Linked DNA regions of Mus musculus: region 2 is linked to region 1. The links are chromatin contacts, called in public HiChIP or PLAC-seq maps. All regions are on one chromosome and are shown on one strand. Each heading gives the region's core, a stretch centred on a gene start, on an enhancer-like site or on the middle of the called end of the contact. The rest is flanking DNA. Distances are from core to core; before and after follow the strand shown. Region 1 holds the start of Bivm (basic, immunoglobulin-like variable motif containing). Region 2 overlaps Fhl2 (four and a half LIM domains 2).

Region 1 (5,241 bases), core at 1,908-4,407:
ACCAAAATATTATGGCTACATATTAAAATTCTTCTCTGAAACCTCTAGAGCCAGGCTTCCACAGTTCAAATCACCTTCACCAACCACCAAATGCAGGGCGAGATCTGCCTTTCCAGGCTCCAGTGACCGCGCAGTGCATGAGAGACTAAACCCATCCATTATTAATCTCTCTCCTCATCAGAAATGAAAATAATCACAGATTATGATTTGTTTAATAACCATTATAAAAGAATTGAATGGCACAAGCCTGTCTGAGTCTCTAACGAACAGATGTGATGATAAACCGGAATCTCCAGTATCTTCTGAATGGAAGGGGTGAAGGCACTTTCACCATTATGGAATCTAAGGGGAAACAGTCCTAGGAAGGAACTCCTATCTGTGCAGAGTGAGCTCCCCTTATGAGATGCACCTTCTCACAACTTCCCGTCCGCTTTTTTCTCATCTTCAGTTAACAGTGGCTCACAGGATGCAAGTACATTATCACCAAAGCTGGCATCTGCAGTGCTTTCCTTTCAAATACTGTTTGGTAAAAAGGTCTTAGTGTGTGTACAAGTAGTGTCTGAGCTCTCTCCTTTGTCCTCATTCTGTGTGCGGTGTGATGGTGACAGTGGAAGAAGACTCAAAGGATGTACAGTGCATGAGGCTTGCAGACCACACTGCTTCCTTTCCTCTGAGCACTGAGTTTCTCCACTTCTCCATTGCCCACTTCCTGTCTGTGATGCTCACGTTCTTCTTTAAAAGCTGTGTGGTAGAGGGGTATAATGTGTCTGTGGTTGGGTGTGGAACGATAGGAAACAACAGATGGTCAGCTGGGGCAGTGGGAAAGCTTGATTCAGTACATCCCAGGCACCCCAGGCTCTACCTTTTGTAGATCACAACCCGACATTAACCTTACCTTGCCATCACTGCCTCGCTCACCTTGAATATAATTTTGCCTATGGGACTAGTACAATGTACCAGAGTTTGATGGTTTTATGCTCATTTGGAACATATGGAAAGAAAAAAAGTATGGTCAAAATAGAACGTGGTAGCCCATTTCTGTAATTCCAAGACTCAAGATGCAGATACAAGAGAGCTGCTGCAAGATCTACTCTAGACTAAACTACACAGCTACTTCTGATCTAGCCCAGTACACACCGGGCAAGACCCTAGCTCAAATAACCAAAGCTAACCAAATAACATTGCCAAGGGAAACAGGTTCATTTATGAATGAAAAAATACAATGGAAATTGCTAGGAGATGAAGCTGTTAAGAGTAAAACACTTGATTTATAAAACATGCAACCATCTGGTTTTGGATTGTATGCTTTAAGCAATGGTCACTGAATAAAAATAATCTCTTTGCTCTCATTTTATCTTAAAAAAAAACAAACAAACCTGCCATCTACCTGAAGATTTTACATAGTTGTCACTGAAAATGAAAGATATCAACATTTCCTCATTTGAACCACTGTTTTATGTGAATATCTCTGAAAATACATATATTTATAGGTTTGATGACACAAAGTATATTGTAGAAAATTATGAAATATCAGAAGATATTCACAGAAAATGAAAAAGAATGACCCAGAACCCATGCTGGCACTCTACTTCTTTGCATCCCGTGACTGATCTGCATCTCCACCCTTTGTAGTTAAACTCTGAAGGGCTTCTGCTATGGTATCCTTAGGACTTCACTCAGAGCCTGCTTTCTTAGAATGAAGAAAGCCACAACTACTGGAAACAAGACCATTACAGGCATAGATTATTCTAGTAAGATGCAATGGTAGTCTCAGGGAAAACGGAGTTATGAAGGCTGATTGATTGTCCAGCACTGTATCTGCAGCTATCTGGGGTTTATATCTGCTTTTATCTTTATGCTTATAACTTCATGCCACCCACCCTTTGAGCTGTTCTTTCTAGTCTGATCCCTGCATAGACATCAAAGAGTAAAGTCTGCTACATATATATCCTCATAGAAATTTTCTGCCTAAGGCCCTCAGCTATTGAAGCAAAAGATCAACTCCTTACCCTACATACCTTCTTCTGTCCTTCCACATTACTTTTTGGTTTTCTGAATGTTGTCTTCCTGTAGCCCCTTACTAATTATTCATTCTCATCCATCTTTCAAAGTTATACTCAAATGTCACTTTCTGAAGAACTTTTTTTTTTTTTTTGCTGTTCTAACTAGGCCAGATACCCTATCCATAGTGAGGAACTTTTCTTTCTAGAATATGATTAAGCTTTCTAAATGTGTGTGTGTGTGTGTGTGTGTGTGTGTGTGTGTGTACACAAATGGTTAACTCCTGAAAGTCTAGTTTTCCTGAAATTGCATCTCCAGGCCTAGTCTTGTAGAAGCCAGGTCTAACAAACATTTTTAGGTGTCTACAATGCACTAGGCATTATTGAAATTGTTCTCCCTCGTTTTGATTAACATATTAGGACTTGCGGAATACCACTCAATTTATTCACAGTATCTCATAAGCAATATAAACCCCAAGCTTCTAGGACGGCACTAGAGGAATGACTTATGAAAGTCTTTGGAATGAACAATTCTGTCAAATAAACATACTGTTTGCAAAACCGATATCGATTGCCTGAGTTTATTCTTTTCCATTTATGTGCCTTTCGTGTCTACATGCTGAAGTATCACATTCAGTAGAGAGCTAGACATCCAATAAAATCTCAGTAAAGCCTTCCACATATCACAAACAGTATAATCAATATTCTGCATAGAAAGCAACTGAGACCCAGAAAAGTGTTTTGCTGAGGATTGATAAGAGCTGCTAAGACAGCAGCCAGGTGCCCCCCCCGCCCCCCTTTTCTATCAGCGCCCTTGCCTAGACTACCAGACCAGACCTGGGAGGCCTACCTGTGAGTATGAGATTCATGCAGCACATGATGCCCTCTGGAGTTCAGACTCTGAGGAGCCAGGAGACTTCCCACTGCCCCCTCTTTGAGGCTCCGAAGCACCTGAAGGTGACAAAGGTGCAGGTGGAGGAGAACCGGGAGAGCAGGGATGTTGCAAGTGCAACTGCTGCAGCGCTACTGTGCCGGGTTCCCACTACTGTCCTGCGGTGGCCAACCCAGTGCCAGGCGTCCCTAGTCCCCACTGGCCAAGACCAGATCTAAAGCCTTGTAACCTCCTCCCGGCCTGCTCCCTCACTCCCAGCCGGAAGAAAAGGCTCGCCAGGAGGGGGAGCGCGCAGGCCTGAAGGGGGCCGCTTCCTACGCGCTAGGGACTGGAGAGGCTGGTGGCACGCAGACAGTGACAGCCTGAGAGCTGGGAGGGGAGGCCGCGATGAATGATTATATCACCAATAATAACAATAGCGGGGGGGGGGGGGGGGCAGGGGGAAAAAGAATCCCCTTGCCTTGGCTCACAACCAGGCCGTCTATGTTTTCCACGCCCCTTACCCCGTGGAGGGAGGACAAAGCCTGCTACTCCTCTTGACCTCACTGGCCGAGAAGCGAGGGTGCAAAGAGAGGATGGCCACTGCAGGCCGGGTGCCTGGGATCCGCTAGCGCAGCGTGGAGACCCGCTCCTGAAGAGAGTACAGGGATACCCACGGATGCACCCCCCTCAGGCCGAGCTTTCTTCTGGTGATTTCTATCCCTTACATCTCTCCTCAGAGACTCAGCTCGACCCAGATCCTTCCAGGGGCGCGGCGGGGTGGGGGTGGGGGTGGGGGTTGTCCTGCAACGAGGCAGTGACGGCGCTACGGAGAGGCGGAGCGCACCGCAGTGCCTGGGCTAGGCCCTCCGCTGGGGAATACCTCTGTTCCTGTTGGGTCCCGGAACTCTGGTGCTGGAAGGCAACACCAGATCTGCATCCTCAAGTCTCCTACCCAAGGCCCAGAATCTTTCGTCCCATTGAGCGCACAAGAATAGCACCGAGTGACTGGGTATCATTGATAACACCTAGCCTCCCTTTCAGCGTTTACTATATACCTGCCATTTGCGGTGGATACCTTGAACAAAATATAAGTTGGGAAATCTTTGCTGTGACTCCAGACATGCTAGTTGCGCAACTGTAGTATTTAAGGTTGCCAGAAAGCCGTGCTCCAAAGTTGAAAAAAGAAGTAGAAAGGAAGGTAGGGGGGGAGAAAGGAGGAGGGAGAGTGAGGGACGGAGGGAAGGGACGAAAGTAGTTGGGGGTGAACTCCTGGCAGGATTTCCGCTAGTCCTATGGCGGACTACATATCCCAGGAAGCTAAGGGGCCCGGGACGCGTTTTCCACTCTGACCCACTCATCCACTAGCAGAAGACTTTACTAAGACTGGTCACAGCGCAGGCCAATCCTTCTCCTCTCACCTTGGCTAGAACTTGCGACGGATTCGTTCCCAAAGTGATGCTCTAGTGGCAAGAGTAACACAAGTTTGTCATTGTCCGGAGAAAGTGGAGCCTGCGGTTCTTAACCAGGTTCAGCAGAACGTGTGGCATCCTTCTCCTGGACATGCCACCGCTCGGGTTGTGACATTCTTGGGCACAGCATAGTCCCACGCGCGGACCCCGCACGTCAAGCGACACTTTAGGGACTTTGACTGCTGCTAGGACTGACCACCGTCCTCCTACCTACCCAGGCTAGCTCCGTCCACTTAGCACGTTTGCATTTATTCGTGGATCTTCCAAGACTCGGTCTTGTAAATGTTCAGCATTTCGCTGCTTTCCTGCCTTTTTCTGGGGACTGTGCCAGCACTTGCCCAGACCGGCGGAGAGAGGAGGCTGAGCCCAGAGAAGAGCGAAATATGGGGACCCGGGCTAAAAGCACACGTGGTCCTTCCTGCCCGCTATTTCTACATTCGGGCGGTGGATACCTCAGGGGAACAGTAAGTGGAGAAATGACTCCTCAACTATTTGAGATCGCGGTTTAAAATAACTCGAGGGGTTTTTGTTCCTGTTGTTTATTTTGGTTTTGTCCTTCATCTTTATATGCCCCGACTCGTCTTTACTGCTGTCCATTTACATTCCAGAATTCTCGAGTGCTGTCTACATCTGGTTATAATAGACTTTTCCTTCAAAATCAACTTTTCTCTGTGACTTAATAATTCTGAAATATGTATAGTGTAAATAATATTGCTAAAATAACAGCTCTCTTCTTGGCTGTTTAGATGGGAATTGAGGCTAAACAAATCTCCGTTATTTTTAAATGGGAAAACTAAACACTAGAAACTAAATGCATTCAAAATGCAGGAATATTCAGTCCAAAACACTTGTGTTACTAACATGATGACCAGTTATTTTGATTTCCCCCATAACTAAA
Region 2 (5,241 bases), core at 1,769-4,268, 990 kb after region 1:
GTCTCTGCTAAGCTGATCTGGAATAAATAAGAACCAGAGAGGAGCTCTGCCACACCCTCCCACATACCTCTCCATGGATGGTGACACTTCCAGGACTTCAGTACCCATTAGGACCTATACCGGCCTGTTAAACCCTTTCCCTCCCTCACTTCCTTGCCCTCCTATGCCCTCCGCTCTCCTCACTCCCCTGCTGCCCTGCCCTCCACCACATCTGTGGCAGTTTTTTGCTTACCCCCTGCACTTGTCTCTTCTGGGATCTCTTTCTGCTGTTCAGCCACCACTTCTGGCTTGGAAACAGTTTGGTCCCTTCCAGCAAGGCTCATCTTGATGTGGTAGGGGAAGCTCTCATTGGGTTCACCCATAATGAACTCTGTAAGCAAGGCAGGGAGCACATCCTGAATGCTGTGTTCACTCGTGTATGTTTGATGGCCATAGAGTCTATTTATTTGTGCATATGCACAACAGAAACCTGAGCACCGTTTAGTGGTTGTTGACCTGTAGATCAGCTCCACTGCCAGGGCTACAAACCTGCAGGCACCCCTACAGACTCCACATGGCAACACTATGATAGCAGTCCCTGTGGCTCCTTTAAGTCACTCCTCCTGTCATCTGCTCATCCATATGGTCCTTTTAGCTGCAAAAGTGCAGCAGGCACAGTCTTGTGGGTGCATGCCTTTGTATATGTGCTCCCTAAATACACTCAGGGCTTTCAAGCTGGGCATGTCCATCCTCAGGCAAGGAAAGACACCCTATGGCACGAGGGGTCTGAGGACGGGCGGGACATTCAAAGGATGGATTTTAATCCTCGTGGAAATGATTCTGCAGCCAGCAGGGTGTCCTGATACATGTGCTGTGAGACAGGACAGATTGGTCACAGAGTAGATAACAAGAAGAACCAGCTAAGGTGGGGTGGAGGGTGGAGGGTGGAGGTTGGGGGTATTGAGGAAAGAAATCTCCAAGAAAGCCATGCTTAAGATGAAGTGAAGCTGAGCCAGCTGCTGTGGTGTGAAGAGGGGTGGAGGAGGGTGTGAGGAGATGTGGAGGGAGTGGGAGGAAGTGGAAAGTATGAAGAGAGGAGGAGTCTTGGGGGAGTGAATAAAAGATGTGAGGTAGAAGGGTTAAGAGGAGGAAGGGGCAGGAAGGGAGAGGAAGGGGGAAGGGGGGAAAGAAAGGTGGAGGAAGGGGAAGAGTAAGAAGGGGGAAGGGGAGGAAGGGAAGGGGAGAGGAGTAAGGGAAGTGGAGTAAGTGGGGGAGGGGAGGAAGTGAGGGAGGGGAAGGAAGGGGAAAAGGAAAGGGGAGGGGGAGGGGGATGGGAAGGAGGGGAGAGGGGAAGGGAGAGGGGGGAGGGGAGGGAGGAAGTGGGGGAGCATAGGGTATAGGAGACAGAAGAGCGGAGAAGGGTGTGAAGGGTACTAGATCCAGAACACATAGGGAGGACCAGAGGAAACTCAAGACAGAGCAAGCATCACCTTATATATACATGCTTCCTCTATCTCCCAGAACATGGAGACCCAGAATATTTTTTCATAAATTCCATTTCTGGGGCAGGGCAAATGATTTCTCATGTGTGGTTTAATGACAAGAGCACTGGACAGAAGGGAGTCTTAATTCTCCTTCTTGCCTTGTCATTAACTGATTCTGACTTAATTCTTGGACAATATCTGGGACTCAGTTGCTTCATCTACAGCCTAAAAATAGCATCTTGCCACACAAGCTTCATGCAGGGACTTCAGAAATGGCCAAATGCTGCCATACTGTTCATAAGGTAAAGAGCACTGGGGCAGGGCCTATCTTCTGTGGCCACTGCACGTCGAGGTGAGGCTCACTTAGCCTCCCCTGACTTCTGATTCTACTCTCCACCATGATTTAAACTCATATGGAGAGCAATATTTGGAGGTTACTGGATGCAGTTGAGGTATGGCAAGCTGTTTATCACCTTGAAGCTTCTTCAGAAACCTCCTATGACTTAAGATAGGGCGAGGATAAAGGCCTTCAGGGTCCCACGCCAGCAGATGCAGGTTCCAGAAAGCCTCTGCCTTTCTGCCTCTCTAGTTACTGTACAGGCTGAGCATGAGAGTAGAGCTGGAGAGGCCATCAGTTGCTGGGATTTGAAGGAAGGCTTCCACAGAGATTCATCCTTTTCTCTTCATCACTCCGACTTTGTAGACAGAACTGAGGTACTGAGGTCTCTAGCTACAGGATCTCAGGGCTGCTCAGAAGTAGCAGTCGATGCCTTCAATGTTATCTCTGACCACTGTGCTACCTTCCTATCTGGGATGGTGACAATGCCCCATGGCACTCATTCCTTCTGTTCCCCTGCACTACTGTGAAACCTAAAGACCCCACATCACTAGGGAGAAAGCCAGGAACCGTAGCAATGGTATGGATGATAACATGAGGTGCCTGGGGTATGAAGTTCCTTTTCTTTTCTCTTTTCTCTTCTCTTCTCTTCTCTTCTCTTCTCTTCTCTTCTCTTCTCTTCTCTTCTCTTCTCTTCTCTTCTCTTCTCTTCTCTTCTCTTCTCTTCTCTTCTCTTCTCTTCTCTCCTCTCCTCTCCTCTCCTCTCCTCTCCTCTCCTCTCCTCTCCTCTCCTCTCCTCTTCTCTTCTTTTTATTAGATAATTTCTTTATTTACATTTCAAATGTTATCCCTTTTCCTGGTTTCCACTCCGAAAACCCCCTATCCCCTCCCCCACTCACCAACCCTCCCACTCCCGCTTCCTGGTCCTGCCATCCCCCTACACTGGAGCATAGAGCCCTCACAGGACCAAGGGCCTCTCCTCCCACTGATGACTGACAAGGCCATCCTTTGCTACATATGTGGCTGGAGCCACAGGTCCCTCCATGTCGACTTTAACAAACTGCATATTTGTTGTGGGTGGGGCTCGTGTCTTACATCATTCATGGGCAACAGCAGTGACAGATGTTTACCAGAAACAGGGGTAGCCCTGACTCATACACTTGTCTCCCCCAGCCTATCACCACAGGAGGTGTTACTTACCGGGAGCAGCCCTGGCACAAGGAATGCTTTGTGTGCACAGCCTGCAAGAAGCAGCTATCTGGGCAACGCTTCACAGCACGGGATGAGTTTCCATACTGCCTGACCTGCTTCTGTGACTTGTACGCTAAGAAATGTGCTGGGTGCACCAACCCCATTAGTGGTAAGTGTCCTGGGAAGGCCATTGCCAGGGTAGAGACTGTCTGCTTCCTGGAACAACATGGACGTCTAGAGTGTTAGCATAAGAGTGTTGTTAATATCTTGAGGCTCTGAGCCCAACAAGCATTTTTGCCTCTGCTGTGTATCCTCAGAACACAGCTGGTGGCTTCCCCTTAAGCCTGGTGATGCAGAACCATTGGCATGTCATTGAGTGTTTCTGCTTGGGTCTGAGTCTATTATAGTCACATGAACAAAATGAATGGTGCATTTCAGCCCCAACAGCAGACCTGGTATTTGAAGTATTCATGTCATCTTAACGAGACTCTTCTAACCACAAACCACAGCTAGGTGGGGACACATTCTGAGTAGCACAGTCCCCAAAGAGTTAGACAAAGTGAGAGCCCAAAATGTGCCTGGTTGACAGACTAGTATTTGGGCTGAGCTATTGAGTATGGTGAAGATATTGAAGGTAAAGACTACTGGCTCCAGACTAAAGCCCTTTGATTTTTCACCATGTACCAATCAGTGGCAGGGGGTGAGAGTGCAAGTATTCTGTCATATATAGGAGTGTTTCTTGAAGTGGTCTTTCCAATCCCATTCATTCAGTCTACCTGTTTTTGTTTGTTCTTCGTTGCTCTGATAAACACCATGATTAAAAGCAACATGTGAAGGAAAGGATTTCTTTTGTCTTACTGTTTATACTCCATCATGAAGACAAAAGGGGCAGGAACCTGGAGGCAGGAATCCAAGCAGAGCCATAGAGGAGTGCTGCTTACTGGCTTGCTCTTCATGTCTTGCTCAACATGCTTGTTTGTATAGCCCAGGACCACTGTCTGGGGTCACACTCTCCACATTGGGCTTGCCCCTCCCATGTCAATCATTAATCAAGAAAATGCCTGACAGACTACTTGGCTACTGGAAGAGGTTCCCTCTTCCCAGACAATTCTAGGTTGTATAGAGTTGACAAAAAGCTAACCAGCCCACATTGCATCATCCCTGATGCACTGTCAGTAGACATATGTGGCAGGAAGCAGAGAGACACAGACTTTCCCCTATAGCTTTGTAGGTAGGGTCTTTCTTTATACAGACACGCTTGCAGACCATTGTGTACCTTGCCTAGAACCAAGTTGTCTTGTTCCTATGGGACTTCCCAGCTGGCAGGCCTTGGTTCATGCTTTATTTGCATGTAAAATTAAAATATACAAAATAGATAAATTTTGTTGAGACATCTGATTCTAGCGACTTAGATACTGTATTTCCTTTGAAATTAGTTTGGGAGGACAATGGGACATTTTCAGTGGCCTGCCCATCTTTGAAGCTGTTTTCCTAGCTTCTGCTAAGGAAATGTCTCCAACACTTTATAATTTATGGAAACGTAGTATGAATGTGAAGTACTTTATATTAGACATGGATGTCTGCTGCAGTTATAGAATTTGGGGAAAAGGTTAGAAGAACCAGAATTCTTCCTTTAAAACAGCAGAATTAATGCTCTGAAAAGCAATGATTGATTTTCAAGAACATATAGAAGAACTTTGAAACTGCAAACTAGAATGTACTCTTAGCTGTATTTCCAAACACTTATACATACCGAGCTTCGATGAGGTTTCTAATAGATCCTTAGTACTTTTTCTCTTCAACACAATTTATACTGCTTTTACGAATAATTGGAAAACACTAATTTAAAATTTTCTATGTGCAGTGATGCTTACTTCTCATCCATAATTGACCACAGTATCGATCCATATAGGTATGCAACTTTAAATCAATACCCAGGTTGCTGGTAGTGACCCACAGATGTGCACAAAGCAGCAGTGGGTTTGAGTTCCCACGCATCTATGCTCTGGCTGACACTGGATAGATGAAGCTCTGCCCCTGTGTTCTAGCTCCCTTCTTCCTTTGTAGCCCTAGCTGTGCTGGGACTCACTCTGTAGTCCAGGCTGGTCTCGAACTCACAGAGATACCCTTCCTTCTGCCTCCTCAGTGCTGGGATTAAAGGCATGCACCACCACTGCCTGGCCTCTAGCTCCCTGCTTAAATAATGTGTCCCACAATGATGTGGGGATTGTTTTTGTCTTTTACATTTTT

The links. HiChIP or PLAC-seq counts read pairs in DNA pulled down with a chosen protein or histone mark.
Region 2: a contact with region 1 is called in a FOXA1 HiChIP or PLAC-seq map of pancreatic cancer cells. The contact joins the enhancer-like site here to the promoter of Bivm in region 1. A contact is called at or near these places in 4 of 39 promoter capture datasets (the 3T3-L1 cell line, the C10 cell line, embryonic stem cells and 1 more) and 4 of 115 datasets of contacts at active chromatin or transcription factors (bone marrow-derived macrophages, large pre-B cells, memory CD8 T cells and 1 more).

What each region holds. Positions count from the first base shown.
Region 1 is chr1:44,117,884-44,123,124 of GRCm38.p6, reverse strand. It overlaps Bivm (basic, immunoglobulin-like variable motif containing), which reads right to left and starts at 3,157. Exons shown (of 10, transcript NM_144558.4): 1 at 2,851-3,157. Poglut2 (protein O-glucosyltransferase 2) reads left to right here and starts at 4,352. Exons shown (of 10, transcript NM_023645.3): 1 at 4,352-4,807. The coding sequence starts at 4,626.
Region 2 is chr1:43,126,163-43,131,403 of GRCm38.p6, reverse strand. Fhl2 (four and a half LIM domains 2) reads left to right here. Exons shown (of 6, transcript NM_010212.4): 5 at 2,974-3,160. Among named protein-coding and RNA genes, the nearest start is that of AI597479, 30 kb to the right of the region's middle. Within about 2 kb of position 3,018, at least 69 of the 459 cell types and tissues checked have an H3K27ac peak or open chromatin away from gene starts, as enhancers often do. A contact at or near this core is called in memory CD8 T cells and pancreatic cancer cells, where this site is marked.